Linked DNA regions of Mus musculus: region 1 is linked to region 2. A link is a contact called in public HiCAR-type data. All regions are on one chromosome and are shown on one strand. Each heading gives the region's core, a stretch centred on a gene start, on an enhancer-like site or on the middle of the called end of the contact. The rest is flanking DNA. Distances are from core to core; before and after follow the strand shown. Region 1 overlaps Sdccag8 (serologically defined colon cancer antigen 8). Region 2 overlaps Sdccag8 (serologically defined colon cancer antigen 8).

Region 1 (5,797 bases), core at 2,304-4,803, 130 kb before region 2:
TGGGTTTTGTGCTCAATTTATTTCTGAAGTTTATTTTAAACTTGGCTTTTTATGAAGTGAGATGTATGGGGTGACCCAAAGTGTTTCCCAGTTGACCATGCTTTAGGGTCCCCAGCCCTTCTTCCTGCTGGATTAGATTCTTGCTTTGTAGTCCAGGCTGCCATTTCCTTTGTTTCTTTTCCTTTCCACTGAGGTTGGACTCCTCACTGTGTGGCTCAGGCTGGTCTCACCTCAGCCTCCTAATGACTGCCCTTTAGTGTCTGTCCTACAACTGCTCAAGTCAGCATTCTTTCTGGCTCTCTGTGTGTACCTTACCTCATGTGGTGAGGGCCCCAAACACTCTGTTCCTATACCCCTGGCAGTAGGCATCTACTTTTAAGAGTAAGGGCTTTCTCGGTGGTCCTTCCAAGCTTGTTCTGAGGTGACAGAGGTACATTCAGGCCCTCAGATCCTTTCCATGGCTTGCCTTCCCTTCTGGTTCTATGCACCCAGCTGCTCCACTTTCCCATACATGTCTCCTTCGTTGGGCTACATCATTCCATCTGCCTGAGAGAATATGACATGATTTCTCTCCAGTGGCCCCATGATCCTGTTATGATATTGACAGTGACTACAAAATTCAGTGGCACTTGGCCTGGGCTCCAAATGGGAACTAACCTATACTTAAGATGCAGAGCATGTGACCTCCAGGTACAGATCCTACCATGATTTTCAAGGCCTGCTGTGGTATATCCATGAAGAACTGAGCAGCTGGCATAACAACATTCTAAAGGGCAAGATAGGAGGCAATCCAGAATGACCAACCCAGATGGGGAGAATAGAGTATCCTGTCTGTGTGCTCCAGACCGTAGTGGGTTATGAAGGACATCTAGCTTAGCAAGTGGTAATAGCTACTAAGCTCAGCAGTGCCCACCAGACCCTAGAGCAGTCTCCCCAACATAGGCCAGAGTTTCTGGTAGGAATACCAAGATTCTGGCCACTTTCAGCTATGAAGCAAGGCAGAAATCACAAGTCACCATAAACAAGTGACTCCTTGCTGACCACCTGTCTGAGATTTTGAAGACAGCTGTGGTCCCTTCCATGGATGGCCTGGCTCTGCTGCCTCTTCAGAAGCCAGAGCCAGGGGAAAGTGGACAGGGCAGAGAGGCTGTCCTCAGACAAAGCAGGACTTCAAGGGATGGGAGGCAGCTCTGGATGGGCCAGAGACACGGATGCTCTTGCAGGAGCACCTGCAAAGTGTCTTCTACGCATGCATCTCATCACCAGAGCCCCTCCAGCGGCATGTGTCATTATTTTGGCTCCCAACCACTTTCTCTGCAAAGGGGCAGGTATTTGTTTTATGTGAATCATATTTCCATGGGAAATAAATTTTAAGAATTCCCAAAGGACAGACAGTGTCACTACCAGCAGAGTGGAGCCTCTGGCTGCCTTGTGTTTGAAAGTGTTACAAATGAAGACAACATTGACATTTGGGGTTGTAATGTGACGGAATTGCAGTCTTTTAAAGGCAAGAACCACTTATCTCCACTGCATGTAATATTCAGTGTTTTGTTCACTTGTCTAATTGGATTAAAATATTTAGCTCCCTTTAAAAACTTGATTGTGAATTTATATTGCAAAATATAATGTCTAACTCAGAAAGCAGAAAGAGGAGCAATGCATCTGAAGCAATGTAAAATTCAACATTTTTTACCCACCATGCCTACTCTGGAAGTACACAGCCTTGGACAAAGGGAGCTCTTAGAACAGGCCTCTTAGGTGAAGTCTAGTGTGCTCCTCAGTATTAGTGGCAAACAAGGCGCCTAGATGAACTGCTAAGCTGTGTGCTGTTTCAGCTGCTTGGGGAGGTCCCCATGACTTCCCCGTGATTATGTTAGAAATGCAGCCCAGGGTCTTATGTCATTCTCTAAAAACACCCAGCAGCAGGGAGTTAATGACATCGTAGCTGCATATGTTCAAGTTGATTTAAAAAAATATGCAAGTCACTTTGGTTGACAGTGTCTTGTACACAGTTTTGAAAGAATCAGGGCAAACTTTAACAGAGTCAGTTTTTATTTGAAAAATATTTTCTGGGAATGTATCAGTGTTTATTTTTGAGACTGACAATTCGGGTGAAAATCAGGATAAAAACAAAAAAACAACAATTTGGTTGAAATCAAATTGTTTGTTTTCATCTATTTAGAATTCTTTCCAAAAAATCCTGGTTCAGGAGGAGGCTTTGTAAATTATTTTATTTAGTCTATTTTCTGTTCCATTCATAAGACACCATCTGTCTTGCAGGTAGTTAACTGTGTGTGGGCCCTGAAGTCAGCTAGGCAAAGCCCCTGGGCTCTAGAAAGGACAAGATAAGAGTGACCATCTCTAGATCCCCACTTTGTCTCTCCACTCCCCACCAGCCAGTGGGTCTGGGCTACCCTCACTTGAGCTGCCCATCTCCAGACTCAATCCTGTGTGTGCTTCTACTCACAAGCAGGCCTCTCCACCCCTCCCTAGGATTTGCCTCTCATGCTTATTTTCAACTCTATTCAATGAGTCCTTGGATGTAATGAGATAATGTCGATGATCTTGAATATAATCACATATGGCTGCTCGATCCTTGCACAACTTTAAATCAAATTAGAAAGTACATTCTCTGCCAAGAATGCTTAAAAGTCATAGGGCCAACTGATTAACCACTGACACGGCAGCTTCCGACTCTGTTTTCTAAACTGTGAGTGATTCATAAGAAGGGACTCAAAGGGAATCCCTCCCCAGACTGAATGCTGAGGACTGAACAGGCAGGCTGCTCAGGGTGACAGCTATTGCAGGATGCCAGGCAGCTGAAACCAGAGTCATTACCCAGTAAGTAACTCAAGCCCATCTTGATGGAAGAAACAGCCCTCCCACTGGACAGAGCGTTTCTGTTCTCTTCCCTCTCCTAGACCCATCCTCCCCAGGAACAGAATCCACAATTTCCTCGCCAGCTGGCCCCACCCTTCCTGGCCAGATGTTACTCTTTGGGTTTAGGCTTCTGACCCCAACTCTGCTCCAAGCTTTGCCCAGTCAAGCCTTGCCCCTGGGCCCCATGGTCCTTACCCACAAGCCACCTCCACACTACCACTATGGCATCTCTGGCAAGTCAGGCAAGGAGAGAGAACAGGGATCTAGTCCAGCTCTCATATCAGAGTCAGGCTGAGAGGGCTACCGCCAGGGTAAGACCAAGACAGCACGGTCATGTCCACATCCTTCCAGTGTAAGTGAAGAAGTTAGGAAAGCCACCATTTTTAGTCAATCCTGAGGAAGGAGCATACTATAAACCAGCTGGAGGATTACCCTGCACCCTGCATAGTCACTTTCCTACCACATGGCAGCTGTGTAAGCTCTCCAGCCCAAAGTGGCATTGGTACATAGTCACTTACAACCAGGACAGGTTCCCTTCATGGGCAAGAGACTGTGTGTGACTCAAATCTAAACAGAAGCCATTTAGAATAATCAAGGCTTAGAAACAAGGCATTTCCTGTTGGAGGCCACCATTCTTTCTCTGAGCAGGCCAGGGCTTAGGAAATAGAGCCAATCTGAAGGACGTGACTAAGCTCCCAAGCAGCTGTCTGGGTCAGAAAATACCCACTCTCTTTTGCGTTCTGAGCAGACAGAGATTTTCAGAGTTTGACATGCAAAATTAAGCTATTATGCTTAATTCATCCAGGCAGAGAAAATGGAGGCCTTCAGCCACACCACTGCCACACTGGACACAAAGGCATCTATAAGCCTCAGATGCCCAGAAGTCCAGGTGGAGACAGGTCAGAGCACAGCCTTTCCCTCCATAGCGCTGAGGAGCCTCTTCCCCAACCAGATACATACAGTCAGTCAAACTTTGACTTGCTTACTTCAAGGATTCCACATTTAAAAATCAGTTTACAATTCAGGTTTATTTTGGGCAAAAAAATGATTCACATTAGTCCCAGGCCACCAAGTGCCAGCACATGGAGACCAGTGTAACACTTGTGCCAGAGTGGACTGGGTTAGAGACTGTGCAAAGAGCTTGCAAAACCTCCAACTGCTCCCAGCATTTGCAACAGGGAGCCATTACCTCTGCCAAATTTCTTTCGCCGTGGTCATCTTAAAATAACACGCAGGGTAGAATTTCAATATAAAAAAGCCCCATCAGAGATGCTCCAGACAGCAAGGGGTAGACAAGTCATTTGTGTTGCCACTGGCAAAGGAAGACCTTTTTCCTGCAATATTCTTTTAAGTGCAGTGAATTTGGAAATTCTCAAGCTTTTAAAACTCAGGAAAAGGCTTCTAAAAATACGTGTTCCATGTTAAGATCTGTGTGTGCCATAAAAAAAGGGTGGTGATTAGTCCAAAGGCAAAGCTCACCATGCCATAGATCCCAGTCCATCATATGTCACAATAGCCTAGTTACCAAAGGTGGCTCTGGTGACTTTGGACTTTGATGAACCAAATCTCCCTTGGACCTGCCCACAGACCTGGGTTATGACCAAAATCCAGTTCCTCCTCTAGGAGATGGACTCTGCACTGAGCCCTGAGCACAGTAGAGATGGTGGTGTCACTGCTGGCTCCATGGGAACTTCTCAGGAAGGGGAGAGAGTGACCTCAAGTATGGGGCACTTCAGGCTACCAAGTTCCTAAGATCCCACTGAGCAAACCACTACCCTAACATGCCCAGTTCTCTTAATTCTCATGCAGCAGATGAGGACAGAAGCTCAGGAGAGCCATGGATGCCTTGGCCAAGGTTTTCAAACGGAGTTGTTTCTGGCTACAATTCCAAACTAAGAGGTTCTTTCTGTCTTTACAAATTACCCCAATAGCGTATAAATGGAGGTGCCTGGGTTCTGCTTCCAGACATGCCTGGAGTGTCGGGAGCCACCACAACTGGGTGTTTTACACACATTCCAGATAGTGGTCAGTGTATTGTCAGACCCTGCTGACCTGTGCCCTCTAGCCCTCCAGTGCATACTTCTACCATTGTGTGAGCCCTCTGCCCAGTGTCCAGTTTGGATCTTTCACAACTGTGAACTTGAAGCAATTTACAGGACTGAATAGGCAGAGTTCAAGGCAGGTCAAGATTGTCAGCTCAAGGTCCTTTCGAATGGAGAATAAGAAATGGTCTTTTTTCCTTTCACTTCCAGAGGCTTCCCCACTAACCACTGCAAGCACCCGTATACATCCTTATCTTCACAGATTGCTTAATGGGGCAAAACCCCCAGAGCCTCTCTGATGTGAGGAGAAGTTGCTGAGAAGAACAGTAGTTTGTGCCACCCGTCCAACTTACCTGGGCTCTTTTCCGCCATTATCTAACCTGAATGGGGACAGCTTGGGCTCTGGAGTCAGACTTAGGTTCCATTTGCTGTGCCCCTATTTGCTAGCTGAATATGCTTGTTTGAGCCTCAGTTTCCCTATCTGCAAAATGGAGACAATAATATCAGCCTTGCTGGCTTGCTTAACTGGACAGAGTGAGCACATATTTTAGATAGATACTTATTTGGGCTAAGTCATCTGATTACTCTCATGAGACCTTCCCATCTTCGAGCACCCCTTTCTTCTACTGTTAAAGTCCTTCAGTCCTCAGTAGTAGTTCACAGCTGCCTCCTCCACATGTTGGGCCTGAGCACTGCTCTTCCTCTTTCCCGCTAGTCTTCCCCACCAGTGTTCCTGCATGGTGTGGCTGCCTCTGGTATGCCTGGGTTGATCCATGTGCCTGAGTCTGATGCTTGGCATAACTCTCCCAGCTTATGACCTGACCTATGTGATTCTTAGGGATTTGGGCCTGTGACACTGCAGCCTAGAAAGGGGG
Region 2 (6,137 bases), core at 2,896-5,395:
CCATATGTAGGCAACTAAGCAAAGCCATGCCCATTTTCTTACTTCTAAAAAATAAAATTTACATTAACCTATAAGTAAAATTGTAAAGAAATAATAATGCTGGATTCACACTTTCATCTAAGCCACATGTCGTTATTGTGCCATGCGCTACTAATCAAATGTAGACACAGTCACCAGGTGCTCACCTGGAAGTGCTGCTAGATATTCAAGAGAGCAGAGATATAGCATGCATTGTTTTATGACTATTCTAAGACCAGTAAATTGCAATAAGTTATAATTCAATACTGATGCTCCCCAGTAAGGCATTCTAGTAATATAGAATTCTAGTAATACAGCCCTCGGAGAAGGGCTGGCAAACTCTTCCTAGAAAGGTTAGAAATCATGATAATATCTGGGTTTTGTGGGCTCTGTGGTCTCTACCGCACCTTCTCAGCTCTGCTCTTTTTAAAGATCTGTTTGTACTATTGTAACTAAGTGTCTGTAGGCGGGTGAGTGTGCATGTGAGTGTAGGCTTCAGAAGAGGCCAGGGATGTTGGATACCCTGGAGCTGGAGTTACAGGTCGTGCGCTCCCAGCGCTGGTGCTAGGAACTTAACAGCAGTCTCCTGCAAGAGCAACACGTGCTCTTAACTGCTGAGCCCCACTCCGGAACGAAGCAAATGGAACACTTAAGTATTGTTCATGTTTTTATAAAACTTCACTTGTGAAATTAGGCAGAAGCAGAGCTTGAATGAGTCTCCATTGGCTAACTCTTTTCTGCTACAAGGAATATTGGCATCAGGTGGGAGCATGTCAGGCATGTGTTGATACCATGTTCTCAATGCAGTCCCACAGGACACTTTGAAAAGCCCTTGTAACTAGCTGAGTGAGATCCTGAGCTGAGAAGAGCCTGGGCTACAGAGTATAGCAAGTTCTAGACTAGCCTGGGCTACATGGTGAGACCTTACTTCACAAAACCAGAAATAGCAAAGAAGGGCCTAGTATTTGATCGATGTCTCACAAGTTTTAGTGACTTTTATCTTGGGACAGTCTGATGGGCCAATGGACCTTCAGTTCACCTCTGTGGAAGTCTTTCCCTGTCACTTCAGCCCTGGAACGGTTCTCAGAAATGTGTTCTCCTCCAGTCCCTGCCTTGTCCAAGCCTAACTACTGCTGGGACCTGCACTTGGGTGGAAGGAAACAGGTCCTCTAAGTGGGGGAGCTGGTGATCTGTATTGTCTTTGCCCCCAGCAGGAGCCTAGATAAGAACTTGGGCTGCTGGGATGTACACACACATACATGTGTCAGGACAGGACACAGAGGTGGCCATCCATGCCCTAAGCTTCAGCATAAAGCTTTTTGCTCCCTTTAGGATAAAGGAGAGTGACTCCCACACTACCCTGCACAGGGTGACTAGAAAAACCTGAGGGGGGGGGGGATAGGGTTGGGAGGGTGGGCAGTCAGTCAGGAAAGCACTTGCTGAGCAGGGTGAGAACAGGAATTTGATCCCAGAAACCAGAAAGTGCCAGGCATGGCAAGCACTGGTTTTGTTCTGAAGTTAAATATTCCTTAATTTTTTTATTTCTGGCACCATCACTATACAGCAATTTGCAAGGCAATATACTTGGTATAAAAAGGGGTGGGGGGAGAAGATGAAGCTACAGGAGATAACTGACCTCAGAAATGCATATCTGTTACTGCACTACATTAATTAATAATGTTTTGTAAACCATGCTATGACAGTTGTGAACAAGAGGGCTTCCCTTTGAAGCTGCAGATGTTTCTAACTATGGACCGTCGCTCCCTCTGAGGCTGATCCTTACAGTTCGTCTTGCATTTGGGACGGCTGTCTCAAAGTAACCTGCAGCTTTCCTGGCAACTCCACCTTCTTTTTCTAAGAACTATAGCCATTTTCTGCTGTTTGCTAGACCTTCTGCCAGCAGATCCACCATTTCGACAGCCAGATCCATAGCTGTCACCATAGGGATTGCCTGGGCATCCTCCACCAACCATGCCCCCTTCATGGACCCACAATTTGATAGCTGTTGTCCATCATAATTTTCAAAGTCATTATACTTTCCTCCACCACCAGAGTTACTTGCACCAAAAATTCTCTCCATCATAATCCCACCACAGCCTCCTCCACCACCATATCCACCACCTTGGTTTCCATATCCTGGTCCACCACCGCCTTAGTCTCCTCTATCTATAGCCAGGATTACCACCATAGCTGTCACCATCATCTCTAAATACATTGTATCGACCTCCATAACTACCACCTCTGCCACCATAGCCTTCTTTTCCACCAAGGTTTCTAACCACAACCAAAACTACCACCACGACCCCCCAACACCCAGGTTTCCTCCATTAAGTAGGAAGCCCCCCCCCAACCTCTCTGTGATCAGCAGACTGCATCTCTTGTTTACAAAGAGCCCTTCTCACTTCATAATTATGCTCACTGGCAGTGTGGTATTTCTGAACAACATTTAGCAGCTCTGTTATGGTCATCAAAAGGAACAAAGGCAAATTCTGCTTTCCCAACTCTGCTGCCTTCCAACCTGGATAATTTCAATGTGCCACACTTTTCAAAGCAGTCTCTCAGACTATATTCTTCGCTATCTTGTTTAATTCCACAAACAATTTTTTTCACTATTCAACGGGCACCAGGCTTTACAGATGCCCCACGAAACTGGCTTCTTTCATTCTACCACACACACATTAACTTTGTGTAGTACAGTACACATTGCTTCATCTATCTCTTCGACGCAAAAGCAAGTCACAAAACCAATGAAATGTTCTGGTAGGGTCTCCCATCACCATAGTCTGTCAGTGTGCCCTACTCTCAGAACATTCTCCTAAGCTATCATTTGCAGCTTCAGAGCTCAGACAGACAATGAACAGCTTCCTCAGATGCTCTGGCCTCTCTGGATCATGCCTCCCCATCCCACCTCTATATGTGCCCTTGTGCTTTATACATCCCTAAGTCACATAACAAATTTAAAATACGATGATTGGGGGGAGGAGGAAGAAAAGGAGGAGCACAAGAGACTGAAGAATAAGGAGAGCAAAGCCTGCTACGAGTACCTTTATCAACACATTTCTCTTTTCTGTTTTTTACTTGCCCTGGACCCTGATCAAAGGCGAGAGGCAACAAAGAAATATCTTTGAGACTCAATTATTTAATTCAAAATTAACAAAGAAAATTCCAAAGATGCATCTTTCATTTCAAATGAGCTAACCCTGTAATGTAGCCAGAGTTTCCTGAAAGTTCCTGAACCTGAAATACAGGACTCTGAAATGATGCAGTTTGCATTTCAGAGTTTCTGGCCCCTTCTGGAACGTGAGAAGACACAAAGGCACAACCCGGCCACATGCTCACAGTGTATCAGAGGACGAAGGTGCAGCTCTGGCAGGGCGACCGGCACAGTACGGAGCACAAAGCCTTCAGAGGGAAACCTAATAAAGAAAGCTAACATGCTTACCAAGTGTCCTTTTCACTTACTTTTAAAGAAGACAGTACTGCACCATTTGAACAGACAAAGACACACCTGCTCTACATTTTGGAATAAACCAACTACAAAACACTTTTTGAGAAAAAGAAATGTCAACATAAGCTTCATGCTATTTGCTAGTAATTATTGTTAATATTCTTCAAAGTAACAATATGATAATATGAGCCTTTCCTTCAATAACATATTTGTAGGTAAAATAATAAATATCTGAGATTTGTTTTAAATATTTTTGTGAAAGGAGAGGAGGTAGAGAAAGACAATGAGAAAGGAAAATTAGAAATTAAGATGGAAAAATATGATAATGAGGTGAAGTTAAGAAAAAAACTGTGAACTGGTGGGACAAGATTGACACACACTGAATCTAAGTGCTGGAAATGCACAGGTTGTTTATAATGTTCCTTTTGTCTCATATGCTTTTAAGTTCCTTGATGGGGTGTGTGTGTGTGTACCTGATGTTTATATAAAAAAGAAAGAAAGTAAAAAGAAGCAAAGAAAGGAAAGAAGAAAAAAAAAAAAAAGAAAATAAATCAAGGCACAAAGTTCCCAATCTGCACACAAAATGCCTTTTGTTTTCCGTGGTGCAGAAGCAGCCCCTGAGACTGACAGCAGCTCTCCAAGCCTGAGCGATACAAAAGAGCTGATGGGAAGGGTAATTCACCCATGGGTCCTGACACAATATAAGAAGAAAAGAAGAAAGTGGGCGGAAGAGACAGCCATTGTTCCCCCTCTAACCTTTCTTTCTAATTATGCCAGAGTCAAGGCTCAGGTCGTGAGGAAAATCATTCCAGTGGTCAAGCATTTGCCCGGCTGTGTATACATCAAAGAGGCTCTTGTGCTCACCACATTCCAGCTCAGTTTCCCACCTACTTTCAAAACCTACCAAGTGGCCAGATTAGCTAAAATATGAATAAAATGATGCATTATGGGGAACACCTGTTTGCAACCCAAGAGACAGTCTCCTGGTTATGATGACTGTATGATACACAAGGCTTTAAAATTAAATATGTTTTATATCATGGTAGGTATTGCAGATAAGTGCTTGACATGTCCAGCTTTTCAAAGCTAAATGTAAATTTCTCTCCTGGGTGCAGATGGTGGCCAAGCTAAATAACTCTTCGGACTTACAGACAGAAGGTCAGGTCATGGCTGAGAGACCAAAGAACAACTGCTGCTTTGCTGCTCCAAATCACCCAGGGAATGAGAAGCGACTACGTCTGAAACTGTCTGTTCAGGACAAACCAGTTACAAAGAGCACCTACAAACTCTCCTCACATTCTGTTCCAGGAAAAAACAGGAGCATGCAAACCTCTCCTCACCCTCACAGGTTTACTGCTACAAACTGGGTCCTCCCCGAGGGTACAGCTTCACCGCAACGGCACCACTAAAGATGACCAGAGAAACTTAGTATTTCAGTCCACCAGGGAGCACGGACGCTCTCCTTCAGTTTCAGCCTTTGTAGCATTATGGGCTGATTAAGAAGACAGCATGCTAAAGAAACAGACACTAGAAGGGATTTAATCTAGGTTATTCATTTCCTAAGACACTCACTCTTGTTACTGTAGGGTTTTGCTTTGTTTTTTGTATTGCTAAACATGATAATGTGATTTTAAATCATCCCCAAACTCTTTGCTTCTGTGTTCTATTAGTAGGAAATATTATACTTCTGTAGTTCAGTATAATAACTCAAAAGATATTTAATATTACAGAGTGTGCCAACCTGACTGCAAAACCCTGTAGGATATCAGAAGGAAGAGAGCACTCCACTTGCTTAGGAGTCCTAGGCTTTCAATCCTTGACTGAGGGAACTTTCCATTCTACTATCAGGGACGCCCCCAACTGGACAAAATAAAATCAGTACATGCTAATATGGAAAGATCTTCTAAGATGTAGAACTCATCATAAAGTTGCATCTACTCATATAAAAACTACTTTTGTTCTGGTTGTCTGGGTTTCGGCTGTGATTTGAAGTATTCTGCACAGGGCTTCATTAGCACTTCCATATTTAATACTTTCCCCATTGCATTTATGTCATTTGTCATCAACAGCTGACGGCTTGAAAGGGAAAATATGTTGAAAATATGATAGAAAGCCTTGCTTAGAAATATGTTGTAAAATTATCTGGAGTCACCTACTTCTGAACTGTACGGATATCTCTAAATTATTGATACTGATACCTCAGTCATATTATTTTAATAGAATACACAATCTGCTTTTCTTGGCTGTAAAGAATGCAAACCTTCAATGGCCTATAATGTAACATAAAAATAGAACATCAAAAGTCAATCTGCCAGAACGTTCTCTTTAAAAGCTTTCCCCAGAGTCAATTAAAATTGGAGTATCTATACAATCTCAACAGAGTTATAACATAAAACATCTGTTCAAACTGAAATTGAAGCGAGTAGCATTTTCCCTAACATTTCTAATTTCACTGTATTTAGGCTTCCTGAGCACACAGATTCATGGCTATCGTAGTTAAAACTGGTCCAACTCTGCCAACAATCAATTTGATTGACATATTTACATATCAACTCATCTCATCTTACAAATTTTAAAGTTTCTCATTTAAAATTGGATGCAAGTTGGCATCTTTCAAGAACTTTATGTGCGTATATTTTAGGTTCAAACTGTGCATTAGAACATTTTTTAA

Evidence for each region. HiCAR-type assays count read pairs that join an accessible place to other places.
Region 1: a HiCAR-type map of neural stem cells shows a contact between it and region 2, with 4 times the contacts expected there. The contact joins two enhancer-like sites. A contact is called at or near these places in 3 of 39 promoter capture datasets (the 3T3-L1 cell line, the C10 cell line and stem cell-derived epiblast-like cells), 3 of 15 datasets of contacts at CTCF or cohesin (the NIH/3T3 cell line, embryonic stem cells and pro-B cells), 38 of 484 Hi-C or Micro-C datasets (B cells, CD4 T cells, the CH12 cell line and 22 more), 8 of 115 datasets of contacts at active chromatin or transcription factors (acute myeloid leukemia, bone marrow-derived dendritic cells, differentiating embryonic stem cells and 5 more) and 1 of 9 other capture datasets (embryonic stem cells).

Annotation. Positions count from the first base shown.
Region 1 is chr1:177,012,192-177,017,988 of GRCm38.p6, reverse strand. All of the region lies in intron 17 of Sdccag8 (serologically defined colon cancer antigen 8), which reads right to left. Among named protein-coding and RNA genes, the nearest start is that of Gm15423, 74 kb to the right of the region's middle. Within about 2 kb of position 3,553, at least 111 of the 459 cell types and tissues checked have an H3K27ac peak or open chromatin away from gene starts, as enhancers often do. A contact at or near this core is called in cerebellum, cortical neurons and neural stem cells, where this site is marked.
Region 2 is chr1:176,878,364-176,884,500 of GRCm38.p6, reverse strand. The region is part of intron 12 of Sdccag8 (serologically defined colon cancer antigen 8); the gene reads right to left. Among named protein-coding and RNA genes, the nearest start is that of Gm15423, 60 kb to the left of the region's middle. Within about 2 kb of position 4,145, at least 22 of the 459 cell types and tissues checked have an H3K27ac peak or open chromatin away from gene starts, as enhancers often do. A contact at or near this core is called in cerebellum, cortical neurons and neural stem cells, where this site is marked.